Linked DNA regions of Sus scrofa: regions 2 and 3 are each linked to region 1. Evidence: chromatin contacts called from public promoter capture Hi-C data. All regions are on one chromosome and are shown on one strand. The core of a region is the stretch at or near the end of the contact, and the rest is flanking DNA. Distances in the headings are between cores, read along the strand shown. Region 1 holds the start of POMK (a long non-coding RNA gene). Region 2 holds the start of HOOK3 (protein Hook homolog 3). Region 3 holds the start of INTS10 (integrator complex subunit 10).

The links. Promoter capture Hi-C pulls out the DNA fragments that hold promoters and counts their contacts.
Region 2: a promoter capture Hi-C map of fetal skeletal muscle shows a contact between it and region 1, with 2.6 times the contacts expected there. The contact joins the promoter of HOOK3 here to the promoter of POMK in region 1. A contact is called at or near these places in 1 of 5 promoter capture datasets (fetal skeletal muscle) and 1 of 47 Hi-C or Micro-C datasets (liver).
Region 3: a contact with region 1 is called in a promoter capture Hi-C map of liver, with 2.5 times the contacts expected there. The contact joins the promoter of INTS10 here to the promoter of POMK in region 1. A contact is called at or near these places in 1 of 5 promoter capture datasets (liver) and 1 of 2 datasets of contacts at active chromatin or transcription factors (alveolar macrophages).

Annotation. Positions count from the first base shown.
Region 1 is chr17:11,956,148-11,958,990 of Sscrofa11.1, reverse strand. POMK (a long non-coding RNA gene) reads right to left here and starts at 1,376. Exons shown (of 6, transcript XR_002339907.1): 1 at 1,247-1,376.
Region 2 is chr17:11,816,604-11,819,446 of Sscrofa11.1, reverse strand. HOOK3 (protein Hook homolog 3) reads right to left here and starts at 1,451. Exons shown (of 23, transcript XM_021077846.1): 1 at 1,224-1,451. The coding sequence starts at 1,280. RNF170 (E3 ubiquitin-protein ligase RNF170) reads left to right here and starts at 1,527. Exons shown (of 7, transcript XM_021077851.1): 1 at 1,527-1,788.
Region 3 is chr17:12,086,360-12,089,202 of Sscrofa11.1, reverse strand. It overlaps INTS10 (integrator complex subunit 10), which reads left to right and starts at 1,383. Exons shown (of 17, transcript XM_003134201.4): 1 at 1,383-1,759; 2 at 2,395-2,462. The coding sequence starts at 1,631.

The DNA.
Region 1 (2,843 bases), core at 127-2,626:
GTTCCCAAACTAGGGGTCCAATCAGAGCTGTAGCCACCGGGCTACACCACAGCCACAGCAAGGTGAGATCTGAGCAGCGTCTGCAACCACAGCAACACTGGATCTGAGTCCCGACTTTGACCTACACGGAAATGCAGGCTTCTTAACCCACTGAGCAAGGCCAGGCCATCCGCAACCTCATGGTTCCTAGTTGGGTTCTTTAATCACTGAGCCACAATGGGAAGTTCCAAGGCTACCTAATTCTTAAAGAAATCAGTTACCCACCCCAACACCTTTTTTTCTCTTTTAAAGGCATATTTCTGGAGTAGGTTTTCCAAGTCTAGGGTTAAGGCTGTATGGCTGAAGGAATTTTCTTGCTGAAAATAAGCAAAATGATACTCACAGCTCCTGCTTCTGTAAATTTAAAAATAGCAATGGTGGGGGTCAGACACAAAGGATTTCTGACAGTAAGAAAAAATTGGTAACAGGAAAAAGTAGGAACCACTGCTACACATTCACAGCCTAATTTAAAAACAAGAAAACCCATGGAACAAAGGTGGTTTTTACCAAATAGAGAATATTTTATACAACCAGAAAAGAATGGATTAGTGTCCCCAATACAACTGAGGGTAGAATCCCATTTTGCTAACAAAGCACGGGTACATTAAACATTCCAGATGCCTGCTTAGCCTTAAGGTTCTATAGTAAAGATCAAGGATGGAGAAGCCGAGACCACCAAAGGAAACTGCTAAACCCTTCTTTTTAAAGAAGGGCCACAGACGATTCCACAGCTGCACCCGGAGGCAGCAGCAGTGCCAAGGACCTCCAGGAGGCGGGCATGGAAGCCTGTCCTGGCAGAGTGTCCGTCAGCTAAAGTCCAGCTGGGCCGCCGGACTGGACGCGATCCAGCTGCCCCCCACCCCCACCCCCCGAGCCCGGCCGCAGAGCCTTGCCCCTCGCCGGCTGCTCCCGGGCCCGCCTACCTGCTGCCCCTTCCCTCAGGCCCGCCGCCCCCTCCCCCAAGCATGCCCCTCCCTGGCCCACCCCTCTTGTCCCAGACCCACTGCCTCCACCTGCAGCCGGGCAACCTCGCCTCTACCTGCGGCCCCATCAAGCGGCCCCGCACGCGGCCTTCTGCGCCTGCGCGGCCGGAAGCGCGCCCCGCAGGACCAGCGCAGGGCTGCCCCTGGTGTCCACCTCCTGCCGCGCACCCTGGGGGCCCGCGGCCGGAACGCAAAAGCGGAGTCGGAGCGCACTCGGAACCTACCCGGGCGCACAGGCTGGCTCCGGTCCCGGCGGCTTCTCTCCGAAGGCCTGAGGGTGGTGATGTGTTTAGTCCGGAGGCGCAGCCGGGTGCGGAGAGGACCTGTGAGAGCCAGACCCTGCAGAAGGCTCCCAGTCAGAGGAAGCCCTGCTTCCAAATGGTCCTCAGACGTGACGCCAGAGCTTCACGGCGTCAGGGGGCCTGCCAGAAGTGCATGTTCAGGGCGCCATCCCGGCCTGGGTTTGAGCCCGGTGCCTCGTTCTTATCTGCGATAACGCATTATGTGGTTCTGTATCCATGGATTCAACCAACTGTGGATCGTGTAGCGCTGTAGTACTTAGTATTGAAAAAAAAAAATCCACATGTAAGTGGAACTGTGTAGTTTAAACTTATGTTATTAGGGTCAACTGTTTATTTATTTATCTTTTTAGGGCCGCACCAGTGACATGTGGAGGTTCCCAGGCTAGGGGTCTAATAGGATCTGTAGCTCATGGCAACGCTGGATCCTTAACCCACTGAGCAAGCCAGGGATGGAACCCACATGCTCATGTGGGTCGGATTCGTTTCCACTGTGCCAGGAGGGGAACTCCTCAACTGTGTATTTAAAATGATCTCAAAATGTTTGTTTCATTAATTCCATTTGCATTGTCTCCTGGGATCTGGCTGCAGCCTGAAGTGTGGCTGGGAAATGGACTAGACAAGACTGGATGAGGGAGTTCCCATCGTGGCTCAGTGGAAACGAATCCGATTAGGAACCATGAGGTTTCAGGTTCTATTTCTAGCCTGACCCAGTAGGTTAAGGATCCAACGTTGCCATGAGCTGTGGTGTAGGCCGTCGGCTGCAGCTCCAATCTGACCCCTAGCCTGGGACCCTCCATATGCCACAGTGCAGGCCCCCCAAAAAGCCTAAGTAAATAATAAAATAAAGATTGACTTGAATTGATCCATAATCATGTGTGATCCCAGCCTAAGTTCACTGGAATTTATGTTGCATGTAAGGCAGTCTTTACTGTTGTAAATCTTCCTTTTTTATGTACTTTTTTTTTTTTCTTTTCTTTTTAGGGCCGCACCCAGGGCATATGGAAGATCCTAGGTTAGGGGCTGAATCAAAGCTGTAGCTGCCAGCCTGTGCCACAGCTCATGGCAAAGCCAGATCCTTGACCCACTGAATGAGGCCAGGGATTGAACCCTCATCCTCATGGATACTAGTCAGATTCATTTCTGTAGAGCCACAAGGGGAGCTCCTGTATGTATATTTTGAAAAATATGAATAAACATGAAATTTAAAATAAATAAAATCCCAGAATACAGTTTGAAATTACTAGGCATGTGAAACATTGTCCAAATTTCAATTTGCTTAGGAAAAGACTACTGATAGTCACAAATGACAGGATGACAGATAGTGGGGTTATAGAACCAAAGACATTAAAAATTATCTAGTGATTAGTTAGGACTCTGCAGTTTCACTGCTGTGGCTGAGTTTAATCCCTGGTCTGCGAATCAAGATCCAACATCAAGCTGCTGTACACCAGCAACAACCCCCCCCCCAAAAAATAACAAAAATGCTCAATTTTGAACACTCTAAGCAATGTTAATCGAA
Region 2 (2,843 bases), core at 202-2,701, 140 kb after region 1:
CACTCCTCTGCCCAGGCCAACCTGGGCCACGTTATGCAGCTTATCTGTTTTTCTCTCTAAAACACAGCAGTGAAACCCATTTTCCCACGTGAAATTGAAACCCATTACAGCTGTAAGCTGTATGTTAACTACATACAATTGCAAATAATTAGTAATGCCAAGAATGCCCTAATATAAAAGTTACTGAATACATCAAGATCAAGCTCTGCCATCGTACTGGCTTCAGAAAACAGACTTGTGACATAGACAAATCATGAAAATCTCAGAGTATTCTGATTACATGCGTTACAACCAACTTAAGGCAACCTAAAGCAGTGCTCCTCCAACCTTTCCACCGAAATGCCCCCACGCAGGACAGTGACTATACTCCAGGTATCTAAATGTTATCACCCGAGGTACAGCCAAACCAAATTTGTGTGGCATCTGTGTTTTACCTTGAACATTAATATAAACGCTGTAGTCACTTCCATAAATACATCTGTGTTTTACTCTAAAAGTGATATTAAACGTTTTTGGCATTGAGTAAAATGAATGCTCCCTAAAGAAGCACCAGGTTTATCCCATGGCTCTGCAGATCTACACACACACACACACACACACCACACACACACACACTTCGAGAAGCACACAAGCATGGATTTTATATCTAACTGTAAGAAGAGGCTGCTAAAAGCATGGTCGTTGGCACTGGAACCGAACACATATTTACAGTAACTGAGGATTTTAACGAGCATTTAATATTTTAACATCGGAACCCCACGACGTTGCCCCCCAGCTGTCGAGTCCTCTGACTGTTGCCCAAAAACCTCCCGGATTTATCTCCATCTCGAGCGCCTTCACTAGGAACCTCCACTCGGCTCACTCCCTTCGCAATCCGGATGCCCCGGCCTCCAGTCCCGGCCCAGCGTTCCCCGGCCGCTCGCCCTCCCGGACTGCGCTCCGGCCGGCGTGCGTGACAACAAAGGCGCGAGCGTCCGGGCCGCCGCCCGTGACAGCGCCGCCGGCACCCGGCCCTCGGCCTCCACCCCGCGCCTCAGGCCCCGTAAGTTTCCCTCGGACCCCGCCGGGCCTCCCGCCGCAGACGCTGCAGCCCCGGCGTTCCGGCTCCCCGGCCCGGGCCCCGGATGTGACGGCACCGCCGCCCTCGGCGCCCGCCGGGGCGCGGGGGACCCCGGGCGGCGGCCTGGGGGAGGGGGCCTCCGACCGCCGCCGCCACCACCTACCCAAGTGAGGAGGCTCTCGCACAGCTCCACCCGCTCCAAGGACTCCACGTTGAACATCTTCCCGCTGGGGTTCGGGGCCGCCCCGCTGCGCCAGGAAGCCTGCGGCTCGGCCTGGGGCTGCGTCCGAGGGTCCACCCGTCAGTCCGCCCGGCCGCCGACTCCGTCCGGCGCTGGCGGCGGCTCCCGCAGCGTCACCGGCTCCCCTCCTCCTCGGGCCCTCGGGACCGCGCGCCCTCCGCGCGCGCGCCCTCCCGCCGCGCGCCCCCGCCTACAGCCCCGCCCCCGCCGAGAGCGCGGCCCGGCCTGAGCCGTCGGCCGCCCAGTCCTGCGCACGACCGCACACGCCGCCGCCGCCAGCCGGGTCGCTGCGCGTCGCCCCCGCGCGCGCCCGGCCGCCAGTCTCAGCCGCGCCCTCTGGGAAGCGCGGCAGTGCGCGTGCGCCGCGCCCGCGCTCCCGGCCAGACGGAGGCAGCGAGTGGTCGCCCGAGAGGGTGGCGGGGCGGCCCGGAAACAGTCCGTGGCCGCGGTTCCCGGGAGCTGGCGAGGTGTCCTCCACGGTGCAGAGGTACGCGCGGTCGAGCGGCGGGACCCCGGCGTGGGCGGGACGACTTTCCTCTGGGAGCCGGGGGGCCCGGGCGCCCGCGCGGGGCGGGCCGACGTGGCGGGCTCGGGGCGCCCCTTCCCGGCTGCGCGGACATCGGTGCCCCGGAAACTAGTTACTGGAAGTCGGGAGAGGGGGTGGGCGGGCGACGGGCCCCGAGGACCGCTACCTTCCCCGGGCCTGCACCTCCCCCTTTTCTCGGTGGCCTGGGATCGTCCTCGAGCTCTTAACGGAGGCGATAATCTCTGCAGGGCAACCGAAGAGTTGTAGTTGGGTGCAGAAAAGTGCATAAGGCAGAAGTGTTTAAGGAGTGATTAATTAGTAGTCAAACACTCAGGTGAAAACAACACTGCCGGCGCCTCTGGAGTTCCTCCCGCATCTGGCGTTCCTTTCTGAGCATCTTCCTCTATAGACCGATTTTATGATAATTCACTTTCTCGAATTTAGCTTTACCACCTAAATGCGCATGCCTAAACAACCGTTTTACTTTGCCTGGTTTTGAACTTTTATCAGGAATCATCGTGTTATTTTTGGCTTTGCATTAACAGTAAGTTTGTGCAGATCTATAGGTAATTTTCATTCCTGTCTAGTGCTCCATTGCATGAATATAGCAGTATATCCACTCTACTGTTGATGGGCATTTTATTTCTGGCTAAGAACAATGATGTAAGGTTTTTATCCCAAGATAGTGTAAATGTGTAAGAGTTTCTTTTAGGGTACATGCGTTGGAGACCTAGAATTGTTGAGTCAAAAGGTGTCCATAACTTTAGGAGCTAATGCCAAATTTTATTTGGAGTGCAGCAAAGTTAACTTCCCAGGATACATCCTTATTTGGCTTGTGGTTCCTGGAGCCCCCTATTTCCATGAAGACTAGGTTTTGTCATTGAGTTTTCAGAACTCCCAAGACAGCGTTGAGTTTTGGAGTTCCCTAAGTGGCCTAGTGGTTGAGGATTGGCCTTGTCACTGCTGTGGTAAGGATTTGATCCCTGGTTTAGGAACTTCAGCATGCCTTGGGAATG
Region 3 (2,843 bases), core at 134-2,633, 130 kb before region 1:
GATACAGTGGTGGGTAAGAAGCAAAGATGTTGAACATGCTGAGTGTCCAAGCAAGGCATTAGCATGAGTAGGAAGGATATAAGCCCAGGAGGAGGCAGCTACTCTAAGAGGAAAATGCAGGTTTCAAGGTCTGCAAGCTAAAAATCAGGGAGAAGAGGGAGTTCCATTGTGGCTCAGTGGTAACAAATCCAACTAGTATCCATGAGGACTCTGGTTTGACCCCCGGCCTCATTCAGTGGGTTAAGGATCCAGCATTGTTGCCATGAGCTGTGGTGTAGATGGCAGACATGGCTTGGATCTGGCCTTGCTGTGGCTGTGGTACAGGCTGGCAGCTGCAGCTCCCACTCAACTTCCTATGCCCCCGGTGGGGCCCTTAAAAAAAAAAAAGAAAAGAAATTACTCCTTAGATATGCATCTTAACTAGCGCCTGGATCCTGTTTTTCTCCATCCTGAACTCCCCTCATGAGGCAACATCAGGAACTGAGGGGGTCGTGCTACAGTGGCTGATGGCTTGATAGCAGGCAACACTTTTGGTACACAATGTATATACTGTGCAACGTATACATTCATATTTAACATGTGTACAATTTTTCGATGTATAGAAGTATATAGTAATTTTTTCTTTCTTCTTTCCTTCCTTCTTTCTACAAACAAAGCAGCTTTGAATCTCTAATCTTGGATCCAAATAGAAGCTATCAGTGGTACTAGAACTTGCTAAAATTCTTGTGTATAGACTTTGGATTGGAAACTCCAATGAAATGTTTAGAACCCACGTTTTGGCACATTCTTCCTACTAGGCAAATAAACGCCTCTGGCTCCTGAGTGCGGCCTCCCTTCACGAGAGCAGGGAGATTATTTTATTTGGTGAAAAGGACACTGATTTCGATTGGAGGAGATGATTAAACAGCTGTTTTCTGTAGGTCAGCCATCCCCAACGATGTAAACTCCGGCTGGACCAGGATAATCAACTCTGGAGTTCCCCAGCACGCAGCAAAGCACTCTCCAAGGACTATCACCGCAACCGCTCGATAAATGTTTGTTGAAGAAACCAGGGAATAAAGGCGCAACAACAGTGGGACAGGGCGGTACCGAGGCTCCATGGCACCGGCGTTCCCACCGAACTCAAACTGGCGCAGGCTTTTCTGTCCATTCGAACCAGCAGCGACTCCGCGTCAACCTCCGCCCTCCAGCTTCTGCCCCGCCCCAGCGGTGGCTTCAGGGCGCCGGGACGCGCCGGCCACTGGGGGCGGCACCAACCGCCCGCCTCCCGGCGCCGAGGAACCAGGCTCTGCGCATGCTCCCTGGAGGTACCAGGGTCACACCCCAGTCCGCAAGATTGAGAATCCGATTCTCCACGTCTTGGAGGCGACCTGGAAGAGTCTGGACCAACACCCAAGCTCCTCAAAAGAGGAAGGGGCTGGGCGGAGGCGGAGAACCGACACGAAAAGGCTGCTTACAAAACCCGGAAGCCCTTCCGGATCCACGTGCGGACGTCCTCCCGACTCCATTCATGCGCAGTAGCGTCGGCGGCGGCGTCGGCGGCGTCGGCGGCGTCGGCGGCACTAGTTAGTGGTGGTGTCTCCTAGCCGGAAGGTCCGGTTGCCTCTGGGCGCCCGACGCCGCCGGGGTCATGTCAGCCCAGGGCGACTGCGAGTTCCTGGTGCAGCGAGCTCGGGAGCTGGTGCAGCAGGACCTGTGGGCCGCCAAGGCTTGGCTAATCACGGCCCGCAGCCTCTACCCCACCGACTTCAACATCCAGGTGAGGCAGGGCCGCGCGCTCAGGTGGGAGCGCCCTCCCAGCCCCCCTCCGCCCTGCCCGGGGCCGCCCCGCGGGGCGGCACCCAGGACCCCGGGGCCCTTCCCCAGGCCAGGCCGGCGCGGGAGAGGGGAGCGTTAGCATCCTGCGGCCCGGACCGCGCCTCGTGCGGCCGGGGAAAGCTGCCAGCCGGCCCCTGGGTCCGGACCGCGGCGGTGGGTTGGGGCGGGATGGGGGCGGGGCGGTGTTTGAGGTTCCCACGGGTTAGAGCTCCTGCGCTGTGTAGTGAGCACCAGCGATAACTCTGGGCTGTAGCTATGGAAGGGGATGGAACGCCGCCACATCTGCAGCCAATCAAAGTGTATACGTGTATCAGGGGAACGAGAAGCGCCTAAGCTTACAGTGTTAGACGCCAGGTGCCTTCAGTAATTCTGATCTTAGTGGCCACCTGCTATCTCTGAGCCGTTCCTGCACCCATCTGGGAACCGGGGCTGGGAGTGAGCCTGTTAGCCCTGTGGTAGTGTCTCCAAGTGATGCCTGACTCTGGGACCTCCAGGGGTCGGGGTGGGGGCCGAAGGGGGTGAGCAGGGCTGGCCCGGGGCCAAGGGCCTGACCCCTGGCTCTAACTTGTGTTGCAGTATGAAATGTACACGATTGAGCGGAACGCAGAGCGGACGGCCACCGCCGGGAGGCTGCTCTACGACATGTGAGTGGGGACGCCGCTGGGTCTCTCAGGAGGTTTTGTTCCTGTCCTTGGAAGTAGGAGCTGAGGGAAGATCTTCAAGTTCACCTGCATATGGGGTGCCTAAAGCTTACCCAGTCACGGATCCAGGCCTTGCATTAATTGCTGCCATATCTAATGCAAAGAGGTCTTCTTAGGTTTTATTCGTGTTAAAACTCTACTATCCAGTTTATTTTATTTTGGAAAATTTAACTTTGCAGAAGTTCAGACAGTACTGGAGTGTAGAGAACAATAGGTGGGAGTCCATCCTAACCTTAACCAGAGTTAAGTGTGTGTATATATGTGTCTGTAGACATACAGTACTCATCAGTAAATGGGGGGAGGGTTGTGACAGTTCATACTATT